2 separate regions of the Mus musculus genome follow, and region 1 is linked to region 2. Evidence: chromatin contacts called from public Hi-C data. All regions are on one chromosome and are shown on one strand. Each heading gives the region's core, a stretch centred on a gene start, on an enhancer-like site or on the middle of the called end of the contact. The rest is flanking DNA. Distances are from core to core; before and after follow the strand shown. Region 1 holds the start of Art4 (ADP-ribosyltransferase 4). Region 2 overlaps Plbd1 (phospholipase B domain containing 1).

Evidence for each region. Hi-C and Micro-C count contacts between places; a contact is called where the count stands out from the background.
Region 1: a contact with region 2 is called in a Hi-C map of the C10 cell line, with 2.2 times the contacts expected there. The contact joins the promoter of Art4 here to the enhancer-like site in region 2. A contact is called at or near these places in 8 of 39 promoter capture datasets (the C10 cell line, embryonic stem cells, hippocampal neurons and 3 more), 16 of 484 Hi-C or Micro-C datasets (the C10 cell line, CD4 T cells, CD8 T cells and 8 more) and 1 of 115 datasets of contacts at active chromatin or transcription factors (large pre-B cells).

The regions. Positions count from the first base shown.
Region 1 is chr6:136,855,336-136,859,795 of GRCm38.p6, forward strand. It overlaps Art4 (ADP-ribosyltransferase 4), which reads right to left and starts at 2,265. Exons shown (of 3, transcript NM_026639.2): 1 at 1,828-2,265. The coding sequence starts at 1,908.
Region 2 is chr6:136,631,315-136,635,545 of GRCm38.p6, forward strand. It overlaps Plbd1 (phospholipase B domain containing 1), which reads right to left. Exons shown (of 11, transcript NM_025806.2): 5 at 4,178-4,231; 6 at 3,117-3,261. The region is part of intron 1 of Gm40409 (a long non-coding RNA gene); the gene reads left to right. Among named protein-coding and RNA genes, the nearest start is that of Gm40409, 3.3 kb to the left of the region's middle. Within about 2 kb of position 2,262, at least 3 of the 459 cell types and tissues checked have an H3K27ac peak or open chromatin away from gene starts, as enhancers often do.

The DNA of each region.
Region 1 (4,460 bases), core at 1,015-3,514, 220 kb after region 2:
ACCTTCTGGTTTATCTACTTTCCACTTCTTCAGTTTCTTCCTCCTCCTATTCTCTCATGCATGTCATAAAGCATGCTCAGAGCTGGGGGGGGGGGTGGCTTATGCTTATCGTCCTTAGAAGGCCGAAATACAAGAGGTGCTGTGAGTCTGAGAAGGCTTGTGAGTTCAAGGCTGGCCTGCATTGCAATGGGGGGCTCTGTCTCAGCCTAACCAAACTAAAACTAAAGCAAGCTTATATTCATACATATAATTTTAACTGTACATTTTGCTATGTGTGTGCATGCACAGAGAAGCCAGAGGTCAATGACATAGGTCTTGCTCCATTACTCTCCACTTTATTTTTTGAGACAAGGTCATGCCCTAAGCCAAGAGCTTTGCAGTTTAGCTGAGTGGTTGGCTAGTGATCTCTGGAGCAACAGGGATCGGCCCGTCTCTGCAACTTTTTCTCACTGCCCAAGCTAGGCTTCCAGATGTGCATTCCTCCACTCCTGGGTTTTATGTGCATTCTGGGGACCCGAACTCAGGTCCTCACCCTTGTGCATCAAGCCCCGTTAACCACCAAGCCATCTTTCCAGCCACCCTATCGTACATCTAGCGTTAGGTTTTCCAAGAGAGACTTCTGTAAATAAAAACCTTCTTGCTGACTTAGATTCTAGGACAAAAAGGAGGGGAAAAAACCTAAAGCAAACAAGGAAGCTGAAGTGTCACCTTCTTCCTCAATTAGCCCCCGGGTGCACACACACCTCTGGATCTGGTGGAAAGTTGGACTAAGAGTAAATTCCAGAGCCTGTCAGACTTGTCTCTCCAGCTACTGGCAGTGCAGGACTGAGACCTCTCAGGTAACAGCTTGTCTTGGGGGAGAAGCACTTATGCCACAGACATAAGACTAGCCAGGCTCCAGGGTGGAGAGCAGGGCAGAACCCGTGCATGCAGCTGCGCTTCCAAAGCTCGAGAAACAGCGTTTCAGGGGAGCAGTGGGGCCGTGCCTGGGAGCACCTCCTCTTGGTGAGCGAGGGGCTGGAAAGTACACCCCTCTTGGAGGTGGGGAAACAGTTGAATGTTGTCTAGAGGGTGCCGAAAGGAGGCTCCCTGGCTTCGGTCAGCTCGTTAGTGAGAACTGTATCAGCATCACCTACACTCAACCATTTCTGGGCAAAACAACGATGCTTTTCTCATGAGCAGCACTCACCAAAAGGCAAGATTCTGCCCAAGGCCAGCGTTGTTGGGGGCGGAGCTAGAGAACACACGGTTTGGTATTTTAACCGTGTGATTTATGATGTCATGCTGTCTAGTTACATACAATCTAGAGTCAATTTTACAGACTGATTGGATGATGTGAACCAGTGCACCAGATTTTAAAACAAGCTTCCATTAATCCAAGCCAAGAATCACATTCTGTCAAATATCAAAATGAACTCTGACACATTTTTAACATGTCTCCAGATCTCAAATGTTTCCTGTGTCACCCATTATCATTAGCTTATTTTTAGTTTATAGATATTTAAAATTAGGATACTCCAAATGTGTGCTATCTGTATAAAGCGGTTTTGAGTTAAACAGGTTAGTCTACATTATTGCCCCGGTGGAATCATTGCTTTAATACTTAAAAGAATCGGGAAAATAACTCAATGGCACTCACATCAATTATGCCAGATTTATGACTTAAAAATTTTTAATTTTTATAGCAATTTTCCCTGTCACTCTTTACTAACATTGTTTATTCTTAGATTGCCAGTGGCTAAGTTCTTAGCAATTAGGTGGCCCCCAGGTGAATAGCCTGTTGGTGCATCGTTGATCATGAGAGACCAACTTTTCGATAGCCCCTACCTCAGTGCTCCCCGCGGGTGTCTGCTGGACCCAGAGCAGTAGCAGCAGGGTGAGCTGCCCTCCTGGAAGCCACAGCGCCATCCTCCTGTCTGTAGCACTTGGTAGACACGTTCTCTTAGATCTACTGGTCAGTGGGCAGCTTGGTGGTTTGTGTCAGCAACACTTCTTTATTCTGAAAGCCTCGTCCCAGAATACGCTCTAGAGTCCTCCTTTGGCATTTTCTTTTCCGGCTGTGTCTGAGGTTCTGCTCCTGCCGCAACTGTGACTTCTGTTGAATATCAACAACCTCAACAACCGACAGTTTCCTCCAAGGTAGAAGTCTAGCGCCTTTGCAGTGTTGAAGTCTCCGCGAAAGGGCCAGATGTGCGCGGCACAGAATGGTTTTCAGTGTAAAGAAGGCAAAAACCGTCTCTCTGTCTAGTCGGCATGCAGGGGAATGCCAAGGGTCTGTTCAGGGTCAGGCTGTGCAGTTCAGCCTTGCCTTTCCCAGATCGACAAGAAAAGGCATGCTCCAGGAGTACTCGGGCCAAGTCCCATTATCTGCAGCCCCAGGCTTTCCCTGTGAGCCACTGCAGTGGCACATGAAGCGCAGCTGGGGAGATGCGATCTTAAGGTGGACCTGTGTCAGGCTCATCTGGCAGTGCTGATAGCCCTGCCCTGGAATGATTGCCCTCCAGCAGCACAGGCTTTTAATGTTGTGTGTTCTTTGCTGCCTCTCCACGGTGTGTTTGAAACATCCCCGTTCAGAGACGGGGGCTGTTGGAGTCACAGCTTTGAATGTTTATTTCTTTTGAGAGCTTCAGGTTTTCTATCTATTGTAATCTGCAATGAGGCCCGCAGGCAGGAGTTAAGTCCGACTTTCCACTGTTAACCACATTTCCTGCTCAAGTCTGGCTGTCCTTCCACTACTCCCGACCTTTCAGAGTCTGCTGGCTCGCAGACGTTGTTTATGTTCCCTGCCTCTTATCTAACTGTGACAAGAACCAAATTCCGTTCTTGGGAATTGTGGTCCTGCTTTCTTTTTACCACGTTAAATATTGGTCTGTCTGAAGTTTCCCAAGTCATAGAAGCATAAAAGAAGGAACGCTAATTATTCAAAATGATTGCTTGGAGAAAGCCACTATTTTGATTTACATTTTGGCTTTATACCCACAACACACACACACACACACACACACACACACACACACACACACAGAGCAGAAGTGAAATCACAAGACTTTGTATACTGTTTGTTTCCCATTAATGTTTTATTTATTTATTTGTTTGTTTCTCACAAGTGTGTGTGTGTGTGTGTGTGCTTGTGTGTGTGTTCAACTTGAGTGTCTTCCTACCCCTCACTCTCCACCTTAGTTTTTGATCCGGGCTTTCAGTGAACCTGGAGCTCACAGATTTGGTAGTGGATTGAGAAGCCCCGTGTCTGCGTCCCCATACTAGGACTGCAGGCGCGTGCTGCGTTTGTTCTGTTGTTGCTCTGCCTGATGAGTTCCTGTGAGCTGCATGGCCAGTGCCTTCCCAGCAGAGCCGTCTTTCCAGCCCTAATGATTAATTTTTCAAGGGTTTTTTTCAAGATAGTGTCTCATATATCCGAGGCTGGTTTTGAACTCAATATGGAACTGAGGCTGACACTCAATCTTTGATCCTCTGTCTCTATCTCCTGGGTACTGGAATAGCAGGGGTAAGCCATCATAACCTGTTTCTATGGTACTGGGGGGTCAGACTGCCAGGCCTTTATGCTAGACAAGCACTCGACCAATGCAGCTGCATCAGCAGCCAGCACTGTAACATTTACTATTAATGTGTGTGTGTGTGTGTGTGTGTGTGTGTGTGTGTGTGTGTGTGTGTGTAGCTCGAACTTGCCTTGAATTCTTGATTCTCTGTCCCTGTCTCAGGAGTGCTGGGATTACAGATGTGCTCAAGAGCTCCAAACTTAAGATAAAGCCATGTTTACTGTTTCCCACTAATACCTAATACTTGACAAAATTGACTAGCTGCTCAGGATCAGAATAGGTGCATAGGTGGAGACATCGGAACTAGCGAGGATTAGGCAAGGGCAAGCATAGAGAATGTACCGCGAGGAGGTGAAACTCAGCCAGTTTCTTAATGGACTTTAAAAATGGCTTTTAAATAAGATTTTACTCTGTGGTTCATTTTTCTCTTTCTTCCCTTCTTTTCTTCTTCCTCCCTCCCCCCTTCTTTGTGACCGAGTCTAACTCTGTAGCCTTGGCTAGCCTGGAACAGTTTGTGTAGACTGGCCTCAGTGTTACAGAGATATGCTGCCCCTGCTCCCTGAGTGCTCTGATTAAAGGTGTTTGTCGCCACAGCCAGCGGCTCTGTAAGTCTTAAACTTACCTTTAACCTAACAGCAATTTGAACTGGCCATGGATTTGACCCGGCACAGTGAAGCCTGTGTGCTCTGCCACACACAGTTCTTTCCTGTAGCTGTGTCTCATGAACCATGACACAGTATGACAGCCAGGAGACAGATTCTGGTGGAATGGAACGTGTGCACGTCTGTCGCCTTTCATCACTTGCAGAGCCTTTAGGAGACGCACTCGGCCACTATAAAGATGTAAATCCAGGGGCTGGAGAGATGGCTCAGTGGGTAAGACGGTTTGCCACCCTCACAGAGG
Region 2 (4,231 bases), core at 1,012-3,511:
TGCCACTATGCCTGGCCAGGCATTTCATTATAGTGGTGGAAAACTAATTAACACTGTATGTGAAGCTACATAACCATATACTTAAATGAATGCACGTGCTCAAGTCAATTGCTATGAATCCATTGTTTACAGCGACCTGGTTGATAATGTTCTGCCGTTTTGTGGTAAGGCCTAATATAGCCCGTGCTGCCCTGAACTCCTAAGCTTGTTCCCTCCACCTCCCCAGTGCTAAGATTACGGGCAAGCACCACTGCGCCCAGCTTCAGATGTAATCTTTATAAACAGCACTTGAAGGACTAATTCCATTAATTACTAGTTACGTCATTAAGTTGTTCTGATGGCCTTTAGAGGTTACCATGCAACGTCCTGAGAAGATATAGCAAGGCGTGCCGGCCAGGTACTGCTGACCTCAACACGAACCCGAGCTCTGGGCTGTCTCACCCTGCCCATACACATACCTCTTCATACCTCTTCATCTTTGAAAGACCTTCCTTACAATGACTGAAGTCTCCTTCAATCACCCTGTGACTAACCAGGTGGACTATGCCAGACATCTTATTCCTGATCTGTGTCTAGCATAGAAGAAATTGCTTTCTAGAAAATTTCTAGATCTCTTGGCCAAGACTGGCTGGGATAGCATAAGCCTCCTACCCATCTCTTTGCCCGGGACGTCTTCTCTAGCTTCCCTACACACACACACACACACACACACACACACACGCATGCACACACACATGCACATGTGCGCATACACACACTCCCACTCAATATAAGGAGTTTTAGGACTTCCACCTGCTGCATGGTACAGGAGTGTAAACTCCCTCAGCTGTCCCTTACTGTCTTCTTTGCAGCAAGCTTGCGTCCTAGCTGTCACACTGGTGAAATGATTCGGAACAACTTTTATTACAGAGCCTGTGCTAAAAGTCTGACTTCCCAAGGTCACCTGTTGACCTTGTTCTCAGGGAAATCCCATCTCCCTTCTTTAACTGGCGTGTGGGTGGGAGGGCGAAGGGAGGCATGGACAGTGTTATAGAACGTGAACTCTCGGCTCCATTTCCAGCCAGCTCGCCCAATGGGCCCCACTTTTATGTGATAGGCGGTTCCTCACATGCTCCTGCCCCCTGAGGTTGCTCACAGGACAAACCTGGCTTTGCAAGAGATTCATTACCTTCCACTGAGCTGCATAAACGTGTCTCTATAGGTGATGACACTTCAAGAGAATACTTGTCCAAAGCTCTGCAACCTCTAAAGGAGGCGGCCTTTATTATAGAAGAGAAGTGCAAACCCTGTGAGTAACGACCCCTTTGCGGATCACATGACCCTTTCACTAGGGTTGCCTAAGACCGTTGGAAAACAGATATTTACATTCCACTCCATAACAGTAGCACTGACCGTATTTAGTATTTAAAATTACATTTGAATTTATTTATTGTATGTGGGAGCATATGGTATATAGGACACATGTAGAGGTCATAGGACAATTTACAGAAGCTAATTCTTCTAGGATGAGGATCTGGGGGTCAAACTCAGGCCCTGAGGCTCCCAGCGGGCTCCTTTACCAGCCGAACTGTACCATCAGCTCCATCCTTCCTTCTTTCTGCTTTTCTTTCTTCTCTCTCTGTCTCTGTCTTTCTCGCCCCCTTTCCTTCCTTCCTTCCTTCCTTCCTTCCTTCCTTCCTTCCTTCCTTCCTTCCTCCCTCCCTCCCTCCCTCCCTTCCTTCCTCCCTCCCTTCCTCCTCCCCCCCCCACCCCGCCTTTCTGACACAAAGTTTCATTACGTAGTCCCAGCTGGCATGGAATTCTACCTAGTCTGAGTTTGCCTCAAAAATCCCAAGGACCTGCCTGCCTGTGCCTCCCAAATGGTGGGACTAAAGGCATGTGCCACTGTGCCTAGCCTTAAATCTATATTCTATTCTCAAGAAGTTAGCTCTGGAAATAGTGGCTCCACATTCCTGCCCCACCCCCATCAGTCAATGGGAGCTACGCAGCTGCCCCTCTCAACAAGTCCAATGTTCAGGAAAGTTGTGTCCCTCTGCCCTATGTCCCTGTCACCACCCTTAGTTCACTGTCAATCCCCACAGGTCTCCTTTAGGCATGGGCTTTTGCAAGCCCTCCTCTCAGACCTCCCATCCTATCTACTGTTTGAATCTCAGTCACAGTTCACTGCCATTGTCAGCCTCGCCTTCCCCATCAAGCGACTGGGGTGTCCTCCCTCTTTGGGCTCCTCCCTATGCTTGCTAAGTGTTTACGGCTATCATGGTTAATATTGATCACCAATTTGATAGGAAACCCAGTCACCCAGGAGACACCTGGGAAGTCTGGCCACACCTATGAGAGGGATTGTCTAGATTAGGTTAGCCTCTGTCTGGTTAAGCCCATGAAGGACTGTCTTACTAGGCTAATGGGGGTGGGAAGACCCACCCTAAATGCAGGTGGCCCTACTTCCTGGTCTTGGCTCACGGACTGGATAAACAGAAGAAAGGGAGGTTAACAGGAGCACCCATCTCTCTCTGTTTCCTGTCTATGGACACTTGTGACCAGCTGCCTCAAGCTCTTGTCTCAAGGATTTCCACACCCTTAAGTGCGAGCCAAGAGAAGCCCTCTCTCCCTTCAGCCGTCAGGGTGTTTTGTTATAGCAACAGGAAACGTAGCTAAGACAGAGCCTAACATGTCCAGGGATACTGTTAATTATTTGTGATTCCTGGCTCTCCCGACTGCTGTACAAGAGCTAAAAGTCTACACACAATCCTCCATTAGCAAAAGTACGAATTGTCACACATCAGGTGAAGAAGTGGGCACAGCACTGTGAACGAGGGAACCGGAGCTACTGAAAGCAGGGCCTGCCGAGTCCATCTGCTAGCACGGCACAGCCCGGGAAGCAGAGACGTAAGTGCTCTATTGGCATCGGAGATAAATTCCGATGCATCTACTGGCATTTGCAAAGCACTTTCTGCTCGGCGACTCTGTAAACCCCCTTTGTGTCATCCTGTTAAATGAGACTCTAAAATCAGACTGTACCCCACCTGCAGACAGTTCGTTTCTCTTCCAGCTAACTTCGGATTACCAATGTTTCATTTTGAAAAAGTTTACGCAGATCTTGCTCTAAGTTTACTTACCTGGATAACTGCTGAAAGACAGCCGTTTGCTGAGGGTGTATTTGTCCTTGATGTTGAAGTCCCAATGTTTATAGATCCTGAGCATGGCTGCATATGTGTACCAACTTGAGTGGGCAAAATAGATGTTTTCAAATCCAGGAAGGACCTGCCATTAGAATCATAGTTAATAACGCAGGTGTATGGTAGCTCTCTACATATTACATGCAGGAGGCATTCAGGGGTGTACCAACTTAGGTAAATCTTTGTGGTACTCTCTTCTTAGAAAGAATTACATTTATTTGGGTGTCTGTGTGTGAGCGTGTATGAGTGTGCATGTATGTGTGTACATATGTATGTATGTATTCCTGTGGATGTGAGTGTGCGATGGTTTACATGTAGCGGTCAGAGGACAATCTGTGGAGCTAATTCTCTCCTTTCACCCTGTGGTTCTCGGGGATTGAACTCAGGTCCTCAGGCTTGGCAGCAAGAGCCTTTTACCCGATGAGTGATCTACTCCTAGACTATTGCTTTATTTACTATTGGAAGATATAGCCAAGGGCTCCAAAATTAACCCTTAATGTATACAACACAGACTGTCCTTCTGCTGTGTGAAACAGAACAATCTAGAAGATAGGAATCTTGAACTTTATCCAAGTTTCTGCCAGTTCTCTCTCTCCTCTCTCTCCTCTCTCTCTCTCTCTCTCTCCCTCTCTCTCTCTCTCTCTCCATATATATATAACGAGTTCATTGTCATTCTCTCCAGAAGAGGGCATCAGATCCCATCACAGATGGTTGTGAGCCACCATGTGGTTGTTGGGAATTGAACTTAAGATCTCTTAAGACTTCTGGAAGAGCAGTCAGTGCTCTTAACCGCTGAGCCTCCTGCCGGTTCATAACTTCTATCATAGAGGATCCATGTACCATAACATCCAGCCAGGAGTAAGAAAGGGTTAGCCATACATGGGTGATAGACATATAGAAGAAGAATGTGAAATCTGTTATGGTGTATGAAGAACATATGCCAATACATGTTAATAAAAAGGTCTATGTGGGTAGGAAGAAGGCAGGGCTGCAGGTCTCACCTTAATAAGAGCAGAACAGTGGCCCATTTCCCAAATCTTAAACTTCATCATGCT